Regions from separate parts of the Mus musculus genome. Here all the other regions are linked to region 1. The links are chromatin contacts, called in public Hi-C and HiChIP or PLAC-seq maps. All regions are on one chromosome and are shown on one strand. Each heading gives the region's core, a stretch centred on a gene start, on an enhancer-like site or on the middle of the called end of the contact. The rest is flanking DNA. Distances are from core to core; before and after follow the strand shown.

Region 1 (2,763 bases), core at 255-2,754:
CCAGGTGTGCGGAATATGTGTGTTGCCTCTTGGCCACAGCCTTTATTCAGCCTTTCTTCCCATCCTAAATCCTTATTCCTCAGTAGTCCCCTCCACACCAGCCTCTGTCAACCTTCCTTTTCTCTGATACATCCTCCCTGTGTCGGGTGGCTTCATAGAAACACAGTGATCTCTAGCTCCAACGTGTGACAGGATTGATCAGGTGAAAAGCAGTCCCGTAGAGGGGCTGTGCAAACGGCATAACAGTCCTGCAACGGCTAGGAAGCCATTTCTTCCACGCTACAGGAGCACCAGTCCCTCGGGTGGGTCCCACTTCTGACCATCCTTGAGAAGCAGTGTCTGGAGATATTTCCTCTGGGAAAAGCTGTAACGGCAGACTGCTACACCAAGATCCTCATTCTTAAAGCACTATTAGCACAGGAGGAATCCTGTCTAAAAGCAGTCGGTCGAATAATTCTAATCCTTTAAAAGCTAATAAATAAATAATTAAATAAATGAAGAGCCGTCTGCTCCGAGAGAGAGAGAGAGAGAGAGAGAGAGAGAGAGAGAGAGAATGAGAATCAGGCCTAGTTACCTTCTTTGAATGGAAAAGGCACCTGTGTATTCTCACAACTTAAAGGCAAGGAAAATGCGGGCAGTTAATTTCTTAACTAACCTTACCTCATCATATAAAAGTTGAACACCGTTATTTTACTACCCGTCTTGTAAAAGCAGTGCGCACCTGGCTCAGAGCCGCCAACAAATGGCTATTACTCTGCCATCATTGTGGTCTTTCTCTCCATCCTATCCTGCTTTGGAAATTTATTGGAGGGATCAGAATCTCTGTGGGGCTCCAGACTCTCAAAGTGTGCTTGCTTAAGGCGTGGTGGTATGTGATACATGGTGTGGGGTGGGGTGTGTGTGTGTGTGTGTGTGTGTGTGTGTGTGGACTTGTGTGTCCAGCCACAGAGAATCCTCAGGTTGACAGAAGCGTTACCGCCATCTGCTGCTGAATTGAGCCTACTGCGATTTGCAGGAAACTGAACCCGCAGGGGAAGAATGTTAATCAATCCTTCCCCTACACGGAGCCTGTGGGCTACTTCTAATCTCGCCTGTCACCCAAAAGGCCAAGCAAGCTGCTGTTTGGATTCACAGTGACCTGGCTAACAAAGATGAAGGCTCCAGCTACTCCAGCTACCTGGGAAGGGGACTGAGGAGCTCAGGAATGTGACCCCCTTGCATCGCAGGCGGGGAAGAGCTGGGGCAGGGAAGCAAAGGGGACCTCGGTAGGCTGCTGGGCTCCTAGGGGCTCCCCCAGCTATGCTTCTTGATGCTCTGATCGTAACGGCACCACTGGCTCCTTTGTTTCGGGAAAAGATCTATCTGTATTGGCCTGAGGCAGACTTTACCCCTCCCGCTTGCATCAGGAATCCTTTGCTTCTTCGCCGCGCCCATCCGTGGACATCCAGGGAGCAGGCGGAAACCTTACGCGGCTGTCAGCAGCGGTGATGGGTGACGCCAAGAGAGCAGCCGCTGGCGCCCGCCCTCCAAGCACTTCCTGCCGCGCTGGATGGCGGTGCGGGCTCGCTGGCGCGCACCTCTGCCCCCTCGTGGCACGTGCAAGCATCGCGGCTTCGCAGACGCCACAGCCCACCCGCACCCGAGGCGGGGCGGGGACACTGGAGTGCTTTTCATAGGGACTTTTTTTTTTTTTTTTCCTTTCGTTTCCATTCAACTCCTGGCATCACAAAAAGGGTTTCCAGGTTCACTCAGTTACTTATTAATGGCAGAAGTGAGGGTGGGTGAGGGGGATAGAGCGAAGAAAGGAAAGAGACTAAAAACATGTTTGCGGCGAGGAAAGAGAGGATTAGGAAAAAATTGAACGATGTTAAGAAGGGAGAGAGGCAAGGTGACAGTGACGAGAGACTGGAGTGACAGCAGAGGTTGTGGGAAGAATACAAGGAGCAACAGTTTGGGGGGCGGGGGGAGGCTGCTTCCGCTCAAGAAAAGGAGGGCGTGACATCCGGGAGAGGTAAAAGCTCATTTTGATGAAGTGAACCCTGTGAACATTTCAATATGCCTCTCTCCTAGTTTACATCCCATTTTGGTTGACAGCTGCTGAAAATGAGTTTCCATCTTTCTGTCTTGTTTTAATATTCTCTTGTATCCCACATCTCTGAGATCATTAGAGGCAGAAAACAATTATGTCATCCATCCCTGTGCCTGATAGAATCCTCAGGCACATGCTGGCTTATTAACTCCAGTCTTTCCCTGCCACCATCAGCCGCATCTTTTTGTTCTTCTTCTGATTCATGCACAGTCACACGCAATCTCTCCCCCTCACGGCTGATCTCTATGGACTCACGGACCCTTAGGGAAATACAAGTGTAGCTGCAAAGAATCCAATTGCATGTGACAAATACTTTTCCAGGGCTTCTGCCACCTATTCGTCAACAACAACAACAACAACAAAAAGTAAAGCTAACCTGTAAAAGCCACAGGGAGTCACAAACAGTGCTTCTTTGGAGTCACATCTGTAGCCCTTGACTCCTCCCTTTTGTCTTCTTCGACACAACAAAAGGAAAGAGATTTTGCTGGTTCTGTGTTGGCCTGATCTCCATGCAAGCTGTAAAAAAGGTTGAAAGGAATTTTCTAGACACCAGCCTTAGTCACTACTATTTTGCCAACACTGTTGAATTTGATTCCAAAATTGGAGAGGGAGGTCACATTTCAAAAGCCTGGACAGGATGATAAAAACTGTTTTGGCAGAAGATTAATCGTTGC
Region 2 (3,069 bases), core at 157-2,656, 530 kb before region 1:
CTGACCAATGGGCCTCTCTTTCCAGTGATGGCCGACTAGGTCATCTTTTGATACATATGCAGCTAGAGTCAAGAGCTCTGGGGTACTGGTTAGTTCATAATGTTGTTCCTCCGACAGGGTTGCAGATCTCTTTAGCTCCTTGGATACTTTCTCTAGCTCCTCCATTGGGGGCCCTGTGATCCATCCAATAGTTGACTGTGAGCATCCACTTCTGTGTTTGCTAGGCCCCAGGGTAGTCTCACAAGGGACAGCTATATCACCGTCCTTGCAACAAAGGCTTGCTAGTGTATGCAATGGTGTCATCGTTTGGAGGCTAATTATGGGATGGATCCCTGGATATGGCAGTCTCTAGATGGACCATCCTTTTGTCTCAGCTCCAAACTTTGTCTCTGTAAGAGAATTCTTGTTCTAACTAAGCAAGGTTCTGAGAAAAGAAAAGAAAAAAAAGATATTAATCTGAGCATTGATCTCATTTGGCTTTTGTTTTAGGAAAATCTGTTTCACATCACTCTTGTACCTTTCTATTGGTAAAGTACAGGAGAAATTATCTTCAAGGCTACCAGGTAACCTCTTTTGGCCCTGGGATAGAAACCTCAAGAATATGACATGACATAGATTGGAGGCAGGAACATTGGCAGTGAAATGCATCCTGGGACAATTAGGGAAGGAAGGGTCATGAAAAAGCAAAGAGAACTCAACCAACAGGTCTCAAGAAAGAGCAAGCTAGTGTTGATTTTTCTGCCAGTGTGCAGTCACTCACTGAGGTCACACCTGAGGTGAAGTCCAGTATCACCAACTATTTTAGCATTCTGTATCTGAAACTGTGCAGTAGGAAGAGCCCCAAGTTGAAACATGACCTCTTCTCGAACAGCACCACACCCTCCATTTCGGTGCCTCTACAGGAATAAGCACGATCATTTCTTCTGCTTGACAAGTGTGATCCACAAATCTCTAAAGAATTCTACTGTGCTAAATATTCACGAGGGTGTCTGACGGGGTAAGGCTAGGGAGATTACGCAGATACAGAAGAGAGCCAGGCAAGACATATAAAATGTGTTCTTGTTCACGTTGACAAAACAGGAAGGAAGTTCACTCATATATATGAAAGATTTTACTGGGACTTATGGGTAAAATAAATTTAACATCCTGATTATTAACATTTTTGGCACTAATTCCAACAAACAATAAGATTACAGAGACAGTGTTGTGTGGCTCATAACAACATGATTCCCTTCCTATTTAACTTCATTTTACTTAAAACATTTTTTTTTTTTTGCGTAAGGTATTTGGAGAAAGTATTTCTGTTTCCTAGTGAGAGAGAGGCCCCACCCCTTTCTTCATGGTGTGATGATTTCAGTCCAAACGCATCCAGTTTCTGGAAATGGCAAGTGAGACACTTGTTGCCATGGTGATTGTTAATAGTTCTGACTCAGATATAGTGTTGCCATAGCAACTGCATTGAAGCCCTTGGGAGGTGGTGCAGTCTCTCTCTCTCTCTCTCTCTCTCTCACTCTCTCACTCTCTCTCTCTCTCCATTTTTTTTTATCAGCAGAAAGAGGCTAAGAAGAACCATTTTAGTAGCTTCTCTCTGCTCTGCAGTGACGAAGCTTTCAAGGCTATTTCATCCATATGAAAGATTGTCCTGTTTCTGTGCTGATGGGGCAGACTCGCGTTGCTCTGCACTCTGCAGGAAGAATAAAGTCCCATGTATCACAGTAGCAAGCATATTACCTGCCTTTTAATGCGTTTTCATTTTGACCGTAATGGTTTCTAGTAACACAGGTCATCTCAAGTGACTAGATTAAGAATCTTCAGTGTCACTGGCAAGACAAGAAGAGCAAAGGTCAAAGCCTGAATAGGCAAACTTCATTGAGTTGCAGGCTGCCTCTGTCCCCTCTGCCTCTTCCCTGTGAAGATGGGAGGCATGGGGACAGACCTCTTTAGATCAACTAGGCTTCATTCTCTAGATTGTATACTTGTAAACCAGCATACACATACTTGGCTTTTAAAATGCGATCAGCACGCTGAAGGCCTTCAATATAAATATCACAAGCAAATGAGTAGACAGTCAGACAGCAGACATTAGTGTTTATTCATTCATTTCCCCGGAGACCACTCATCTAATTTTGCATCTCTGCAAGGCTTTTACTACATTCTGTTGTGCTCAGAGCTGCAAGCGGTCAGCAGGTCCGAGTTCTTGCTACTCTGAACCATGGGGCAGCTCTCTCACATCAGAGCCTATTCCAGTTTTCCGGTGTGGACTTCTGACATGGGGAGCAGCTGGAATGGGATTTAAGTGGCACTCCTCTGTGCAGCCTTGTCTCTGATCAGCAGATAGACAGAGCATCTCTAGACTGTCCTTGTGCTAAACAGGGACCGAATGCTCTGTAAGCCATGGGCCGAATGCTTCAAGGGGCTTCTCTGGTAGTCTGTCCTCAACTATCATGTTTATGGCCCCTCCCTTGTGCTCTCAGACTAAGATATTTTCTCCCCCGCTCCTTTTTTTTTTTTTTTTTTTTTTTTTAAGTAAAGCCCTCCTTGAGCATGACAATAATGTCCTTTTCTTTGTACATCTCACTGGGTTTAGCAGCCTGGCTCCATTTTACAGAAACCTAGTGAGACCATATTACATAAAGGAAAAGCAAATTAGGTGTGTGTTGACCTTGACTTCTATGTACCTTTTGATGGGGTTCTCTCTTCCTGCCACTAGAGGTAATACCTAGTTACCTAGTTACCTAGTTACAATGGGGGAAATATGGATGCTAGTGGGGAAGGCTGGCATTAATGGGAGCATCACCTAGATGCTGGAGAGGATGGTCCCTGAGCAATGACAAGCTTGGAATTCTATTGAAGATGCTTCTTAGGTCTGTGTAAGGGACCAGATGAGGTTTGGTAAATATTTGTGGAATGAGCGATTTTTTATTTCCTGGAATCCATAAGTGTTGTACACGGATTGATGACTGCAGAGAGTGGGCTCCATTTTCCTGCTTCTCAGTGTTTCCTGCACAGCTGGAAACTGTTCCAAAATGCTAGCTATATGCTAATGCACAATCTACCTCTCGTTAGTTT
Region 3 (3,155 bases), core at 122-2,621, 560 kb before region 1:
GCTAAAAATGTATACTTGCATTCTATGGACCAAGTATCAGGATTTAAAATTATCATTTGAATTGCAATTATAAAAACAAAACCAAATGGTGAATACTCAGCATGCCATTCTGAGGACTTCTTCCTGTTCCAGAGCCTGGGTTTGCCTTCCCCTTTGTTTCTTATCCTCTCTGAACCCTAAGGCTATTTCTAATGAGAATGCTTATCACACAGCATTTTGGTGTCCACTCACTTACCCACCTCGGTCACTTGACTCTAACTATCCCAGAGGAAGATGCTGTAGCCAGAAATGGTTCTAAGATGAATAAGTGGTTGAGCACAAAGAGAGCTAGAAAGCAACGAAAAGCGTTTGCATAAAGAGCTGAGATAGAATAATTCTGAGACGTTGTTCTGGAAGAGTAGACGTTAAATCTTCATTGTTGGGGTTTCTGACAGCTATTGGCATGAGGGGCAGGGTTCTATTGGCTGTTGCACTGTAACATTTTCCAAAGTAACCTTTTAGATCCTTTTCCTAAGGTCTCTCTGCCTTCCCCTGGATAATCAATACATAGATGAATCTGAAGGCTGCAGCTGTCTGAGTTTATTGTGCTGTTGTTACGCTTCGTATTTAATGATTCTAGTCTTCTGAGTGCATCCAGGAAATGATTCTGTACTCTATCTGGATCCTGTTCTTATTAGCATGGCCATCTTTCTTTCTTTCTTTCTTTCTTTCTTTCTTTCTTTCTTTCTTTCTTTCTTTCTTTCTTTCCTTCCTTCCTTCCTTCCTTCCTTCCTTCCTTCCTTCCTTCCTTCTTTCTTTCTTTCTTTCTTTCTTTCTTTCTTTCTTTTGTAAGGTGATTGTGTATTTTATATACTTATACCTATCTATGGCGTTTGACTACTGAAGGGTGGAAAGATGGCCCCCTTTTGACTTTTCTGGCTTTAAGCAGAAGTAAGATTATCAAGCCAAGAAAGTATATCCTAGAGGAATTCAGGGGTACGTGAATAAATAGTGTACTTTGGTGATAAACATTTGGAAGTGAAGTACTGTAAAAGCATATACATTCTGGTGGAAGAAGATGGGAGGTTTCTTTTTGACTCACTGCGGCTGTATTTTAATCTAACTAAAATTCTGGCATGCACAGGAAATCCCCAAAGCAAAGTGCCAGATGTCTTTTCAGGATCCTAGAGACATGGGATTCAGTGGGATTCGTTGCTAAGAAGATGATTCCCCCCTTCCATTCTTCACACTGATCTGACACCCGAGCGACAGGGAATTGATGTAAGCAGAGCAGGGATCTAACAATGTCAACTGTGCTGACATCATCCTAGCTGTGCAGGGCTGATGAGAATTTAGAACATCAAACACCCTCCGAAGGGCAGCGACCAGGTGTGACTCATTTCCCTGGAGAAGCCAGGGAGGAAGAGAGAGGGCAGGATTACTTCACACTGACACACGCTGCCTTTCAAACAGAGCTATCTGACTAGCTTTTCTGAGAACAGGAAAACATTCTTCTGTCTGTCTCCTCACTTCCCACCGGAAGCACTTTATATTCCAGTCTACCCAGCTTGCTATGCAGTAGAGTACTTTGACATCGTAATGTATGAAAATACACGTTCTCAGGATCATGAGGTTTTCTATTACATAAATCCAGCTATGAGAACGATTCAAAGGGTTTTGCTAGTCTCTTTTTCTCTCCCAGTGACATCAGGTGAGCTGTGCAGACACCACTGAAATAAAGAGAAGCTGAACAAAAGAGCACAGAATAGAGCTGCTGACACTGCTCTGCTGTTGCTAAATGAGGATAGCATTGCAGGTCCCTAACCGATTCTGCTGCTTAGATGGAAGGGGGAGGAAGTGGGCACAGTCAATGCTCAACAATTACTTCTTAGATAAATAATATAAAGAGCCTGTACATTTATGCATGGGTGCCAATATGCAGGCTACTATCTACTTTATGTCATTGGTTATTTGTCAGTTGGTTTGAAGAGTGAATAGATACTGAATCCAACAATATCTTCTGGTGTTAAGGTACAGTTTCCAAAATCTCTTCTTCGCAGAGAACGTTTCATTAGAACATTTGAGATGGGACAATTGAGCCAGTAAAGACTGTACATCAAAGCAGTCAAAATGCCCTCCAGTCGGATTAGTGTGTAATAGCAATTCAGGAGGTATAGTGAGCTGAATTATGATTGTGTCTCTTCAAAATGATCCCAGTGTGTCTTGACATTTTGTGGAATATTAGCTTATCTATTTCTTGAGTCAGTCACAACACAAGCAAACCAGGGACAATGCTTGTTGTTACCCTGCACTTGATACTTAAAATGCCAGTTATTCTCCCTCTTACTGTGCATGTTTAGAAAATGGCATATGCGGGACAGATCGTGAAGCATACTGGAATCAATGGGCATTGGCTGTGATTGGTATAGGTCGAACAGCACCAAATGCTGCATTACAGATCTGTAGGATGTTACTTGCACAATACAGATGCTTGTGAGGAAATAAGATGGGTGGCTTTTTAAGAAATATATATATATATATAATGATATAATGAATTCCAGGTTATTATAAGGTACTAAATCAATTTGTAAGGGAGATAAATTAAGCTAGCATGTTCCTAGAAAGAATCCTAAGTTTAGGAAGCAGATGTTGAGATGGGTAGGAAAAGAATTACATTTCACTTCTTATGCTTTGAGACCTACTTGGTAAAGATTTTCTCCGTGTGTTATGTCTCTGATCACTATTTTGGATATGGTAAGGCTGAGATTCGTGCAATAGTTAACAGTGCTGTTTCCTGGTGGTCGTTGATAATGAAGATCTATTGCATGGCTATTTTTGAAGTGGCTCTTAGAATCTTCTAGAATACACGAGAAGGGCTTCTCCACGTGTTGGAAGAGGTGTGATCATAGTAATCTTGGGATCACTATCGCTGTAAAACTCTTCTCAGACTTTCGTCTTCCCCTTGTAGCAGAGCCTAGCTACTTATTCCTTTGGGAGAATGACTTTTTGACATGAGGCAGTGGTATAGGATCTTTAGGAAGGAAACAGAAAGGAGACATAAATGTGAACTCATTTTCTCAGATGGAATACTACAGTTGGTGGTATATGGTTGACAATTTCACAACTCATATAGGATAAGGCAAAGCCCCTTATGTATCTGACAGAAAAGAACACCG
Region 4 (2,871 bases), core at 84-2,583, 940 kb before region 1:
AACTATTTACTTTTGATCTAAAAATATCCTAGTCAAAAAGACTGAATGATTACTCCACAGTGTAGCCCGTATTTAGTGATCTGAGAATGAAATTTCATTTCATGCAAGCAAATGGTTTTGCTCTCCCAATCAACGAAGAGCTTCATCATGTGGGAACCATCATTACAAGGGAATGTGAATGACAATTTTAAACAAATGGATTATAATAGAAACGTCTAACAAAGGCTATTTTTCATAATGATATTGCCATTAGAAGAAAGTTAAGGTCTTTCTTTTCACTTAACTTATGAGAAAGAAGAAAGGCGGTTGGGGGGGGGGGAAATGAATGAATGAATGAATATCTTTTGCTTCATAGTTACCCTTCATGCTGCTTAGGAACTCCACTTAAATGTGTCACTTAGGCCTAAACATACAAAGCTTACTCCTAGCGATGAGCATCGTGGCTTTGCTGGGGTTGAAGAGGGTGTGGGAATTTTAAGAGTCTATTTTTGAGCACTACATCTGTGAAACATATGAAATTCATTTGGCCAAAGCAGCATTGTAAAACTAACATTATCAAGGGACTTTTCCTGGGAGAAGAACATCACAGTGACTGTATAGAGGACATGTAGGAATCTTTCCTTCAGAGAAAGGGAGGTGGTGGTTGGAGCATGAAGGAGACTAGGTGGATACTGCTTCCAACTGGATCTTACTTACACTGCCCTTCCATAGCACTTAGTGATGGTATAGGGAAGAAGTCTGACCTCACCATGGACTTTGATGCTTTAGTTATAGTGTGACACACCCACTGAGCCAAGTGTGGGCATCTTCTCTGGGGTTATCTGTACCTTGTGGGACTTGAGAAAGTACTTCCAGAATGACTCACTACTCAATGCACATTAAACAAAGACATCTTGCCAGTGAAATAACATAACCAGCCCAGATACTTTCTAACTTCCTGAGGTAAAGTATCTCATTGGCAGATTCATTCTCATTTTCCCTAATCCATACTCCACCAAACCAATACAAAAAGAACAGGAAGAGAAAATAAACGTAAGAAAAACAATTAGCTAGTGCCCTCTTCAAAGCCTGTAACATTATCTAGAACAACAGCACGGCCATTGTTTGTGCTGCCCAAGCCCTGCATGTCTGCTAGCTTACCCGATGTCCTGAGGGAATAATAAACTAAGCAGATTAGATGTAGACTGATTTGTTCACGCCATCACTGCCTCACACAACACACACACTGTTCTGAGTGTCTGAACACATGCGGGCAGGTAAACCCAGAAAATGGGCACTCCGTGTTGGCAGGAGGGGAAGAGGCTGCCAACAAACAGGGCCTGTTTATTATTTAACAGTTGGTACTGCTAGAGGCCTGGCACAGCTATAGAGCACTCTCTGTTTCACTGCAAGTCAGCCTGATTATGAGAGCGTGTGAGCCAAATTGTGTTTACCATAGTCTGTGAGAACTTCAGTGCCCCCAACAGACATGGAAATTCTTACAATAGCTCTCATCCAAACAGAAAATCATCCCTGAGATGGAGGTAAAGGGCTCCATGTGCTTAAATCTTGTCTCATCAGCTGGCTGTGGGTCTCCCCAGGCTTTTGCTTTTCACTTGTTCAAGATAAATCCTTCCTTTCCAATGCCACAGAATCTAACCCTCTGCTTTTGGTTGCTTTATTTTGGGACCTACATGAACCAAATACCATGGGAGTCACGCACCTACTTGTATTGCTTAAGCCATCCTGCAAGTGTGGCTTTCCAGCCAAAGCCTCTGCTGCCCAGGACAGCTACCCCCTGCTTCTCCTTCGCCGGGGCTGCCTCTGCAGTCAGTCTCTTGTCTGCCAACATGGGCCACAGGTGGATGCCTTCCTACAAATCCAATCAGTGGGATAATGTGCTACTATCACAAGAGTGGACCTTAATGACAAAGAGCCCTGCTTAGATGGTCACCCCATTAACTCTGATTCGATTATTCTGCCCCAGAAGAACACTTGGCTTCACAACCACAGATGGCACCTGCCCAACAGAAAACCTGTAGACAAAGTACTCGCATGTGGTTCATATGTTGTCAAAATATTAAATTTGATGTTAAAAAAATACATGTGTCATAAGAACTCAGAGGCACTGGCTCCCTAGGAAAACCCTCACTGCGTTTTTTTAAAGGCAATCTGTGGCAAGAGCACAAGACTGCTGTGTTAACCAGGCAACATGGATAATCTAATCAATTCCTTTAAAATTTAACATAAATCAATATTCCCTTTAAGTATAAGACCCTGAGGTTTTGTCCTGCATATTCAACTTAAGCAATCTTTGAAACTTTATATAATTTATTTCTATACAACTGTTTATATATTCAAAATAAAACTGACTACAAAGAAACTAGTTCAATATTTTGAACATAAACAATATCTTGGACATATTTTATCCTTAACCATGATTAGATATAACCAAAATGCTTCTAAAATTGAAAATAAAGGCAAACCACTTATCTTACTCATGACTGTATAAACTAATTTTTGTTATTTGTTCTTTTTGTTTGTTTGTTTTGCTTTATTTTGTTTTGTTTTTCAAGACAGGGTTTCTTTGTGTAACCCTGGCTATCCTGGGTCTTACTCTGTAGCCCATGCTGGCCTTGAACTCAGAAATCCACCTATCACTGACACACCAGTGCTGGGATTGAAGGTGTGAGCCACTACTGTATGGCTTGTTCTTTATTTCTTAATTATAGCTAACATAAATATGCTGAGTTATACAAGTATGGTCGGTTTTAAATATTTTCTCAATTTTAAGTGCCACTCAAAGAAGACAATGTTTATCATTAAGTAAAAGTATAATTTTATATTTCACACTATGGTAGTTTTCAAAGACAGTAGTTATCTCTAGGTTAT

The links. A called contact is a pair of places that touch in the nucleus more often than the background predicts. HiChIP or PLAC-seq counts read pairs in DNA pulled down with a chosen protein or histone mark.
Region 2: an H3K4me3 HiChIP or PLAC-seq map of embryonic basal ganglia shows a contact between it and region 1, with 4 times the contacts expected there. The contact joins two enhancer-like sites. A contact is called at or near these places in 7 of 115 datasets of contacts at active chromatin or transcription factors (embryonic basal ganglia, embryonic forebrain, embryonic hindbrain and 4 more).
Region 3: a Hi-C map of the N1E-115 cell line shows a contact between it and region 1, with 10 times the contacts expected there. The contact joins two enhancer-like sites. A contact is called at or near these places in 2 of 484 Hi-C or Micro-C datasets (the N1E-115 cell line and cerebral cortex) and 9 of 115 datasets of contacts at active chromatin or transcription factors (embryonic basal ganglia, embryonic forebrain, embryonic hindbrain and 5 more).
Region 4: an H3K4me3 HiChIP or PLAC-seq map of stem cell-derived neural progenitor cells shows a contact between it and region 1, with 10 times the contacts expected there. The contact joins two enhancer-like sites. A contact is called at or near these places in 2 of 115 datasets of contacts at active chromatin or transcription factors (extraembryonic endoderm stem cells and stem cell-derived neural progenitor cells) and 1 of 9 other capture datasets (embryonic tail).

What each region holds. Positions count from the first base shown.
Region 1 is chr16:42,189,107-42,191,869 of GRCm38.p6, reverse strand. No RefSeq gene overlaps it. Among named protein-coding and RNA genes, the nearest start is that of Mir6540, 110 kb to the left of the region's middle. Within about 2 kb of position 1,504, at least 265 of the 459 cell types and tissues checked have an H3K27ac peak or open chromatin away from gene starts, as enhancers often do. A contact at or near this core is called in the N1E-115 cell line, cerebral cortex, embryonic basal ganglia and 2 more, where this site is marked.
Region 2 is chr16:42,716,563-42,719,631 of GRCm38.p6, reverse strand. No RefSeq gene overlaps it. Among named protein-coding and RNA genes, the nearest start is that of Gm29960, 65 kb to the right of the region's middle. Within about 2 kb of position 1,406, at least 65 of the 459 cell types and tissues checked have an H3K27ac peak or open chromatin away from gene starts, as enhancers often do. A contact at or near this core is called in embryonic basal ganglia and neural tube, where this site is marked.
Region 3 is chr16:42,744,612-42,747,766 of GRCm38.p6, reverse strand. All of the region lies in intron 1 of 4932412D23Rik (RIKEN cDNA 4932412D23 gene), which reads left to right. Among named protein-coding and RNA genes, the nearest start is that of Gm29960, 94 kb to the right of the region's middle. Within about 2 kb of position 1,371, at least 69 of the 459 cell types and tissues checked have an H3K27ac peak or open chromatin away from gene starts, as enhancers often do. A contact at or near this core is called in the N1E-115 cell line and cerebral cortex, where this site is marked.
Region 4 is chr16:43,129,198-43,132,068 of GRCm38.p6, reverse strand. All of the region lies in intron 2 of Zbtb20 (zinc finger and BTB domain containing 20), which reads right to left. Among named protein-coding and RNA genes, the nearest start is that of Gm25873, 4.4 kb to the right of the region's middle. Within about 2 kb of position 1,333, at least 73 of the 459 cell types and tissues checked have an H3K27ac peak or open chromatin away from gene starts, as enhancers often do. A contact at or near this core is called in stem cell-derived neural progenitor cells, where this site is marked.